2 separate regions of the Gossypium hirsutum genome follow, and region 1 is linked to region 2. The links are chromatin contacts, called in public Hi-C maps. All regions are on one chromosome and are shown on one strand. Each heading gives the region's core, a stretch centred on a gene start, on an enhancer-like site or on the middle of the called end of the contact. The rest is flanking DNA. Distances are from core to core; before and after follow the strand shown.

Region 1 (5,599 bases), core at 561-3,060, 310 kb after region 2:
GCTTTAATAAGAACTCGTTCAAATATGGAAGAACCAATTTAAGTACCCAAATTGCTGCTTCTTCTCCAACCACACACCTTGATTCATCTACATCCACAACTCCCCTGCATTATCATAGAAAGTTAGGGGGGAGGGGGAGAAGGTCTTTATTTGTTCATTAATGGCATCTAATGCAATGTGTTTACCTGCAGATGATTGATCTGTAAAGGAATATAGCAGCAAGGTAAACAAGTCCCGCATAGGAAGTTACTGTAATGCAGCTGTTGAAACATTGAACGAGGAGTTTTAGTGATGGACTCAAAAAAGATTAGAAAGGAAAAAGGATGACAATTCTGAGACCTGATGTCGAGGTCTTGTGTGTAAGATGATGAAATGATGATGAATGTTCCGACCCCGAAGATTAATGCCGATTTCGATACATCCCTCCACATTACTAAATCAACTGAAAAGATGAAAAGGGTTTAATAAAGTTGCAGCTATGGAATTCATTGATGTTGTTTCCAAGGAATGGAATCAGTTAAATATACCTAAATTGTGCAATTGGTTCTGAGTTTGGGGGAAACTTTGATAATGGTAATCGTCATCTGCAATTTATTCCAAGCAATAAGGTCATTAGCAACATTCATTTAGCACTAAAAGAGAGTTGCTTATCTCAATATAGCATCAAATGGGAACACAAAACTTACAAAGGGTAGCATTCTTTACAACTGGTGGTGGCTGCTTGTTAAGAGTTGGAGAAAATGGTGCAGCTTTGTTAGGGAATTGACTAGTATTCTTCACTCCATTAGTAACTGTGCTAGGCTTGTTATCTTCTTGCAACTTTTTCACTTCATTTACAGCTTTATTGGGCTTCATTTCATTAGGAACTTTGTTAGGCTTCTTCTCCACCTCTGGTACATTCATTTCCTTAATGTCAAAGCTTTTCTTTTCATCCCCAACATCCTCCATTTCTTCATCTTCTTCATCATCACCATTGCTTGAAATGACCATTTCTTGGCACACACCAAACTCTTTGCAATGCTCCTCCCACTCAGATTCATACTTCAAGTTTTCATTTGAGTCCTTGTCACTCCCTTCAATTTTTTCATCATCAAAAACTAAAACTTTATCATCATTTCCATTTTCATTACAAGATTGAGCTGAGGCCTTCACTGAATTCCCCTCTATTCCCTCGCCTGATTCAATGCCATCTTTGCTGCTCATCTCAACACCCTTTTTAGCAACATCAGATCTTAGCTTCTTACTATGAATTGGGGTTCTCTCAATTCCATCAACAGATTTACTAAGATCCCTAATCCCTTTCTTGACCTGAATGGGAACCTTCTTAATCCCATCAACAGACAAGCTCAAGTCTTTGCAATGCTCCATGGATTTTCCTTTAGCTACCCTAATTGGGTTCTTCTCCAACCCTTCAAAGCTTTCACTTTTCCATGTCTTTCTCTTCCCACTAACACCTACACCCCCAAAGGTTTGCCCTTTCTTCAAGCTCAACCTTTTATTACCACCAGCATTGTTTCCCTCACCATTGCCGTTTTCTTCTTCATTGAAGACCTTGATCCCACCTTTGAATTCATCACTTTTCATCCTGGTTTCCCACACTGAGCCTGCAACAACACTGCTTTTACCTCCTGTTCTTCTGCTATTACTTGAATCCATCTCTTTTGCCCTCCTATTTATCTCACTTTCTATTTACCCTTTGTGGGAAACAACTCCTACTGGGACATGGGTGTTACAATTATTGGATAAGAAGCTTTAAATTGAAGAAATGGAGGTCTTTGTGGGATCAAACAATGACAGAAAAAAGAGAGGTATATATGAGTGAATTGCCAGGGAGGGGGGGGGACTGGGTTTCCTTCATTTTTACTCGGGTTTAATTTTGCTCTCAGCCCCTATACTTTTAAGACTTTTAAAATTAAATCCCTGTACAATTGTAATTGATAACATAAATAGTAGATTTCTGTTAAATTTTATTAATGTGTGGCCTTTTGATATTCAGAGTTCTTACTTAGAAAATAAAGTTAAGTTGATATCACATGTTGAAATGAGATAGTGATATTAGTTAGACTTGATTTTTAGTGCAATAAAAATGTGGCATTTGTCGTTTTCTTTTTCTTTTAAGGAACATGTGTCATTTTTTATGGACAATCTTTTTAATAAAATAGACAAAAATCATAGTTTATATGTTAAAATGAGAAAAAAAAGTTTAAATAATAAAGTGAAGAAAACGTTATATTTGGAGACTTAAATTAGACTAGTAGAAAGGTTAAATTATTGAAATAAAAAACAAAGGACTGAATATAAAAAGTATAAAAAGTACAGGGACTGAAAGACAAAATTAGAGGTTTTAATTATTGTTGGATTTTGGGTAAAGAGAATTAGAAGATTTTACATACATGGTGTTACGGATTTTTCTTTCTTTTTCTTTTTGCAGAAGTATTCTCTCTCAAAAGGATATGTAAGACTGTGAGTTAACACTGCAATTTCACATTGTCCTTACTGAAAAAGGGCTTACTTTGGATCTGAGGCAACAATTATCAAATTTTGTGCATATGAATAACAAAATCCCAAAAATGTCAAAATTATGGTTTTGGTTCCCTACTACATTTAAATTTTAAATTTTAAATTTTAATATAATCTTTTATTTTTATAATGTAATTAATTCATCTAAATAATTATCGCGTTAAATTATTTTGATCAAAATATCATTTTGGAATTTTGTTAAAATCAATATGAACATAATATGTTGGAAGAGATGTACTATTTCCTACTGCAATAATTCAACATTTTAGATAATGTCGAGGAAATATTTTATATATAAATTAAGATTTAAAATATTTATAATAGTATTAGTAAGTTTAAATTGTTTCTATCAATAGTATTAAGAAGTAAAGAAGTGAAGAAGAGCAGCAAAATGTGTTACCAAGGTATTAGAAGATTAAATTAAGAAGGACTAAAACAGCAATTAAATCATGCATTTTTATTTTTTTAATTATGAAATAAGGTCCCACCTACCCCTTTCTGTTAAACAAGCATGTGACACCATCTCGTGGCAAGAGATGGTGCCTTCATATAATTGTCACCGACACCCTTCTACTCATTTTATTAACTTTGGATAATATTTTGTTATAAAGCAATTCATCCAAATCATTTTAACTATGAAAATATTTATTTTGCAAAAGTGAGCTAGATTCAAGATTTGGACAAAGATGGGGGATTTGTGTGCAAATGCCATGATTAATTAATCAACCTTATTTTTCAAGTTCTCAAAAGTAATTATATATGAAAATTAGAGCATACAATAAATAATAATAATAATAAGTATAATTTGAAATTAGTTGTAACAAATGAAACATATATGATATTAAATTATGAGTAAAAATAAAATTTAAATACAAAAACACATCAAATTAAAAATACTAAATGGATACAATTGTTTATCATTGTATTGTTATGGATCGTGAGTTAGTCTCAAGTTAATTTGTAACACTAACTCAATGAACAACATCATTAATATTAGAAACTTTATCACATGTGTATTTGTATAGAAATCAAGTACTTAAAACGACATTTATACAAAAAAAAAACACACATGAAATTAACACAACAATGTTATTTTACAAATACACTGGTTTTTTGGTAATTTCATGATTCAATTAGGACCCAATTGATGGGTGACACCAACTTAATAAAAGACTTAAAAATAGTATAGATGCACAAATATATAAAAAATATATATTTATTAAAGTTTCATATAAAAACAAAAAAAATTGCATTAAAATAATTGGCAAATGAAAATGTTTTACATGCATGGTGTTCTTGGCTTGAATCTCATCATCGATAATTTTTTATCGAGTTATAAAAATGTAAAAAGATAAAAATACTCATATAATCATATATTTTACTTAGCAAATGAATTAGTTTTTTTTTTTATAATTCCCTAATTGAGTTAGAGCCTAATTGATAGGTAACTCCAACTCAATAAAAGACTTAATAAATAATATAGATAAAGATTAATTGCATAATATGTTCCTTAAATATGGTCAACTTTAAAATTGATCCCTAAACTTTCAAAACGTACCAAATGATCCTCAAAGTAAAAATCATTCCAATTAAGTCCTTCCACCATCATGAATAAGACATATTTGAAAATATTTGTAATAGTAGTTTAAGGATTGAATTAAAATGTTTTGAAGTTCAAGAATAAATTTCGAATTCAACTCGTAGTTTAGGGATGATTTATGAAATTAACCCTAACATAAATATACTTACAGATTTTGATATTTATATTTTAGTAGTATACTTTAATTTAATTCTTTGACTTTTATAATATCATTAAATAATTCAAATATTAAACAGTATTAATTGCATGGGTAAAATGTCAACCTCAACTTTTTCTTAAAAATACTTTTTTCAAAGTAATTTCTAAGAAAAGTCTCACATCAATTATTTTAGGTAAAATATGAATAATGTTAGCGGTTATAAAAGTAACGGGTCAAAATTTATTAAATTAAAATATAAAGATTAAATCTTTAAATTTTTATATAATAAATAATAATAAAAAAATCAAAATATGGAAGCTCTCAATTGATAAGTAAATGGAAATAAAAGCGAGGGAGACGAAGATGCAAATCTATAGAAGTGGTGGATTTAGGGTTGTAACAACCAAAATTCATTTGGAATTTACTTAAATTAAAGAATAATAATAATATAAAGTATAGAGTAGGCAGTCCCCAATTTTGTTCCGTTTAAGGCACGTGACTCGCATCGCACGCCTCCAAAGTCACGCTACCAATTTATTCTACACATGTTCACTTTGGTCAAATTCTCATTTCAGTCCTACTACAATGTACCATTTTTTTACTTTAATATAACATAATTTTTTTTAAAGAAATTTAGTTATAGCCCAGAAAATTCAATTCAGAAAAATATTAAAAAAATAAAAATTAATAGATTCAGCTCAAAATGAAATTGCTTTAAAATGAAAAGGTAAACTACACTTAAGATTACTCAACTATTAGTCACTTAACATTTTGGTCCATTAATTTCAAAAAGTTACAAAATGATCACTAAATTATTCAAAAATTTTCATTACTAGATTGTTAAATTTGTTGGTGTATAACCTTCTCTATATGCAATACCACGTGAAGTGAAAGTTGTCTTTCCTCTTCTCTTTAACAGTTCAAATTTTCTTTATAAAACAACTTTAAACGACATAAATCTACGAACTAAAATCTAAATAGCTTTCTTCTTCAATCTTTGATTATTTAATCAACTAAGATTTAAAATATATTCCTCTACTAGTTGATGGGTACTAATTTACTATTACAATCTTTGAATCGCCGCTTGGAGTTACTAACCAAACTTCTTTAAAAAAACTTCATAACCCAAAGAAGTCAAATAAAAAACATTTTAAATAGTTTATGACCATTTTGTAACCTTTTGAAATTAAGTGACTAATATGTAAACTTCCTAAAAGCTTAATAGTTCTAGGTGGAATATACACTAAAAAAAAGCGATACGGGCGACGGCCAGCGAGGCATAGTTTTATTTGGGCAAGAAAAGAAGGTCATGATAATTGCTTGTCTTATTCTGCCTTGAT
Region 2 (5,539 bases), core at 287-2,786:
AACAATAACAATGTTTATATAAGGTTAACTTTAAGAGAGATGGATATGGCTTGTGCTATTTTTTTATGGGTGAACTACACCATAAGTCCTTGTATTATCTGTAAATTATAATTTTAATTTATTTCTTTTTAATCTTTATACTTTTGAAATTTTAATTCTAATCAAAATGAAGTTATCAAATCATTATGTTGAGTCTTGTTATTTCCAAGGTCTTATACGACAAATATAGTGTTGAAGTGATGGATGCAGTGCCTACCAAAGGTGACATTGCGAGAAGAACAACAAAAACAAAAAGTAGAATAAATTGTTTATGCAAATCGATTTTCCTTTGTTTACGAAGTCTAGCTCAATGAATAAATTCACTATCTGGCAACCAAATACAACAAGTGGTTTAAGTTCTATCACACTCTTGTATAACAACCTTTCTTTTGTACTTAAAAATCTAAATCAATCACTTCTAAGTTTTTCACTGAAAACGGGAAAACTTAGACTGCAAAACCATGTAACTAATTTGTTTTACTCTCTTAATGCGCTCACTAGAATAAGTTCCTCAATGAACATAAAGTGTTATTAACTCTCAATACAAGAACTATACAAATCTCTTCAAATATATAAGAGTTTGAGAGTAGCTATTATACTAGATCTAATACAATCAATTCCCTTACAAAACTACAGGTAAAATAACATATATATCGTATGACAATGAAGTCTAAAATAAGTAGGATTGATTGAGATAAGTCTTCAATGCAGTCTCGATATGACCTCCATAATTCAAGGAATTTAATTGCTTCATGTGATCCAATCCTCAAGATATGTTACTTTAAATGGATTGATCTTCATAGAAGGACTATCATATTTCTGCAATATTAGCATGATTCACATTCAAAATTTTTGTTTCAAAAATTGCCAACTTCAAACATGGAAAGTTATAAAGTCTGTCGCAGTGTTAGCTCAATGATCACTTTCATTAACATTGCACAAGCCACTTCAAGTATACTTGCCTCAACAAATATTATCACATGTGTCATGTCATTTAAACTTGTTATTTCTACATATTACTCATAAAAAAAATTTAATTGGTAGATTTAATGATTATTGTTTTATGTTAAGATTGAAATTTTAAATTTTAAAATGTATGAGGACTAAAAATGAACAATATTGGAGAAAATGGACTAAACCTACAAACTTCATGCATTAGTAGAAGAATTTAACCAAAGGAATTTAAATGTTAGCATATGAATCAAGATTGAAATTTTAAAATTCAAAAAAATACAAAGACTAAAATTAACAATTTAAAAGTACAAATACTAAATCAACTACTTACAGATGCATGATTAATAGTAAAAATTAATCAAAAGGATATAACTGATACTATTTGGATTATGATTAAAATTTTAAAATTAAAAAATATAGTGACTAAATTTGACTAATTTAAAAAGTATAATAATCAAATTTATATCTTACACATAATACATGGACTAATAACAAAATTTGACCTTTGCAAAGCCCAATTGAAAGAGGGGAGCCCAAAGGACCCAATTAAAAGATTGAAAGAAATAGGGCTTCGTTTATAAGAATCCCTTCTCTAATATTGCCAAACCCTTCCCCATTCCTTCGCCACCCAGCTGCTGCAAATTATCTCTCGTGGGTTCGCCGCTCTACATATTTCTGTTCTTTAGCTTTCGCTGTTTTTAGATTAGCCAAAAGATCCGGTTCCATTAACGCTGTCTTTTTCTTCTTCTTTTACCAGGAAACAGTACCTCCGGTTCCAACTTCAGCTCAAAAATATGTCAGGGTAAGCAACAATTTATCCCTTTTTAAAGGTTTCAAGGCCGTTTTCATTACACTATCACATAAATTTTAATCTTTTTGTTGGGTTTGTTCTGATTTCTCCATATGAAATTCGAATTGCTTTGCATTCTCATTATATACCCTTTGGGTTTGTTTGAATTGTTTATTTTATTTCAGATTTTATTATTATTCGGAAGTTTTATCATGATTAGGGACAACTTTTTATTTTTATTTTAATGTATTTATGTTGTGTTCGTGCTGCTTGCTCTTGCAGGGAAGAAGTTGCGGTTGCCCAACCCGAGGCGGCGCCTGCACTCGGTGAGCCAATGGACATCAACACAGCCTTGCCCCTTGTGGTTAGGAAGTCACGAGCTCACGGTGGGCTCGCACGGGGCTTGCATGAAGCTGCCAAGGCAATTGAAAAGCACAATGCGCATCTTTGCGTTATAGCTGATGACTGCGACCAGCCGGACTATGTTAAGCTGGTCAAGGCACTTTGTGCTGATCATAATGTTAAAGTGCTACGTGCCCCGAGCGCAAAAACACTCGGCGAGTGGGCTGGTGTAAGTGGCATTTTGTTGCTTGTTTATGTTTGATTTATTTCCTTGTGATCAGAACATGCTGAGGGTGCTGTACTGATACTGCTTGTTCATGATATGTTGAGTAGTTATTAGTTTTGGGAGACATTAAGTTAGAAAGTCAAATTGAAAGGGACTACTATTTCTGTAAATGCCGGTATTGTCAAGGCACGATTGCATCTTGTGCCTTAGCACTAGAAAACAATAGCTTCTTAGGTCCTTTTTGGCAAGTGCCATTTGATTAGGCACCTGCCCAATGTGCCTAGGTGTGCTTTTTTGCAAGGCAGTAGGCATAAAATTTAATCTTGTCTGATTGAAGTCCATTTAAATTTCCTTTATTGTTCAAAATTTTCAATAGATATATCTTTACTAGTAAGAAAGGGTCAGTACTAAATTTTCTACTTCTCAATATTTGAATATTCGACAATAGGCATGCACCATAAGAAAATCATGCATATTGAGCAATAAAAAAAGTTGCTGTTTTGTATATATTTATATACAAAAACACACATGCATATGTAATGCACTTCACTCAGACTAGCACTCTTTTTGGCACCTTGTGCCCGAGGTAGTATAAGGGTTGTAGCTCCTAAAGTGTGCCTTGTGCCCTTGAAAACTGGTAAATGCTAATTGTGTTCATCTGTACATGCAGTTGTGTAAGATAGACTCTGAGGGTAAAGCACGAAAGGTAGTTGGTTGTTCCTGCGTAGTTGTGAAGGTATGAGCATGTACCTGGGAGTACAATCTTGTTTTGCTTACAGAAATATTTGTCTAATCAAATTCGTTCTTTCTTCTAACCTTATTTTCCGTTTTAAATCATTTCTATTGCCAAGCAATATTTAGAAAACTTGAGTACATGTTCTTGACTCATTATTGTTGGGATCTATGGTTCTTTCTTCTGCAGGATTATGGTGAACAACATGAGGCCGTCGAAGTTGTTCTGCAGCACAAGGACTAGGTGACCGGAAGATGGTTTCTTTGGTAAAATCAAAGCTATTTTTCTGGGCCATTTATTTATTTTTGATAGTAAACTGTGGATTAATATGCCTGAGAATTTCTTTTTTCTTTTTCCGAAGTTGTTGCAATGCTGAACTGCTCGGTGTTTCTTAAATATGCTAGGCTTTTTTTCCCTTTACTAAATTATGTGTTTAGTAGGAGCAAGCCATTTGGAAATCCAACAATTTTATCAGATGTTTTGTCCTCTATTTATGAAAAACCAGTTCAAGTTTGCGTTGTTAATGGGGCTAGGACCCATAGCTAAGCTCGATCCAAACTGTCTGTCCGGTTATAACATTGTTATTGGTTCATGGACTTAGTTTCATGCTTGACTATTGAAATTGCTTTTCTATGGTGGGGCAGTAAAAGTAGCCAAATCAATAGGAGGGAGAGAATTTAGGTTCAAACTCTGGAAATGACATTGGTGGAAGCAGCAGCCATAAACTCTGAAAGGGTTAGCTTTTATGAACTGAAAAACAAATATTTATGGACCATAAAATGGAAAAATAATTTGTTAAAGACGATCAAATTATAATATGTTAGGACATCTATTTTACCGGGTTTAGTCGAGCTCGAGCGTTGTTTTTAAAACTAGTCTATGATTTTTGTTTGATTCTTTCTGATTCATCAGCAGCTTATTTTATATTACTTTTAACATATTTTTATATTTGTAAAAAAATGCAACTGTCTATTTCGTTGGTAAAAGTTTATGAAAGTTGATTGGAGAATTAAAAATCATTATTCAGAAAAACTAAAAATATTTTTGTTTAATTAACTCAAGCATAATGCGAAAAGATAAATTCTTCCAAATACAATTTTTTTTCTATGGGTTTTTTGATATAATAAGTATGAAATAAATTCTGAATATCTTAAAATTTTTTTGAATAATTTCATTATAGGTTTTGATTATATCTGTTTTTTTGACACAATGTTTAGAATTATCTATAGTTCTTTTTTAACTCATAAATAGGAGGAGAATACGTTTTAGTCTGTCTTCTTGGATTAATAACAATGCTTTATATACGACTATCTATTTTTTTAATGATAAATTATTTCAAAATTTTAATAAAATAAATTCAACTTAATATTATCTACTTTAAGTGATAAGTAGTTATCTATATACTTGTGTTATTTACTATTTTATTTTTAAAAAATTAGAATGAGTATCAAACTCCTTAGTTTAAATGCAAATATTTCGTAAAAAAATTATTTGACGGATTTTTTAATTATGAAGATTTGGATTTAACTTTGATACCATGATTTTATTTTCAAAGAGTATATTATAATTTTTGTGAATTTCAAATTTGAAGTAATGTAGATAAACAAATCAAATGAATTCAAATAAAGTCTGCTTGAATTAATCTTTAAGTATTAAAAATTTGAAATTAAGCTTCCAACTCGATATATTCGATTACAACCTAGTTGGGTTACTTTTTCATGAAAAAGAACATGAGAGCCAGATTTAACAAAAAAGTCCAATCTCCCATTTAGTTAATTTAATATTAATTAAGCTTTCTAGTAATTCTCTTCAAGTTTTTTATTTGTTCGTTCCATGTTTATTCGAACAAGAACGAATTTTTTACTTGGGCCATGAAAGGATTCAGCCTCTTTGATGTTAGTTGTTCATTGTCTACGATGTTAGTTGTTCATTGTCTACAAGATTGTGACATATTTGACAAAGCATCAATTTGGTTAGACTAAGATTCTCAAGTGTTTCAATAAATCGTTGTGATGGTCATGAATTTATTGGATAATAATTGAGTTCTTATCTTTATCTTTTAGAGTATATCAAGTTATTGGAGAACTTCTTTATGAAGACTATTGTGAGATAAATATAGAATATAATTAATAAATAAAATAAGCCTTTAAAGGAGTATTTCAAGCTTATCAAAACACTTGTTGTTCATCATGTTGGAGAGCTTACAAATGGGCTATTGATCGACATTCTTGGTGAGTTGCGTAGGGTGTTTTAGACATTCCCTATTTAGGGATTTGTTATGGAAAGATATTATGTAATGTGAGGTATTTGAGGGAGAGTGATTTGTACAATTAGGATCAATATTGGGGCAGCAATTACTTCTTTGAATATGGGTAGATTGACTTAAGCCAATAGGGGATCCAAATAATTGGTGAATAATCATTCTCCGAGCGAGGCTCCATAGATGTAGGATTGG

What was found. Hi-C and Micro-C count contacts between places; a contact is called where the count stands out from the background.
Region 1: a Hi-C map of hypocotyl shows a contact between it and region 2, with 3 times the contacts expected there. The contact joins the promoter of LOC107901585 here to the promoter of LOC107893657 in region 2. A contact is called at or near these places in 14 of 34 Hi-C or Micro-C datasets (anther, hypocotyl, leaf and 2 more).

What each region holds. Positions count from the first base shown.
Region 1 is chrA06:36,319,751-36,325,349 of Gossypium_hirsutum_v2.1, forward strand. LOC107901585 (reticulon-like protein B21) reads right to left here and starts at 1,811. Exons shown (of 9, transcript XM_016827641.2): 1 at 687-1,811; 2 at 528-584; 3 at 340-442; 4 at 186-260; 5 at 1-104. The coding sequence starts at 1,656.
Region 2 is chrA06:36,008,436-36,013,974 of Gossypium_hirsutum_v2.1, forward strand. LOC107893657 (40S ribosomal protein S12-2) reads left to right here and starts at 1,537. Exons shown (of 5, transcript XM_016818711.2): 1 at 1,537-1,644; 2 at 1,751-1,795; 3 at 2,066-2,354; 4 at 3,022-3,087; 5 at 3,274-3,608. The coding sequence starts at 1,788. The coding sequence ends at 3,327.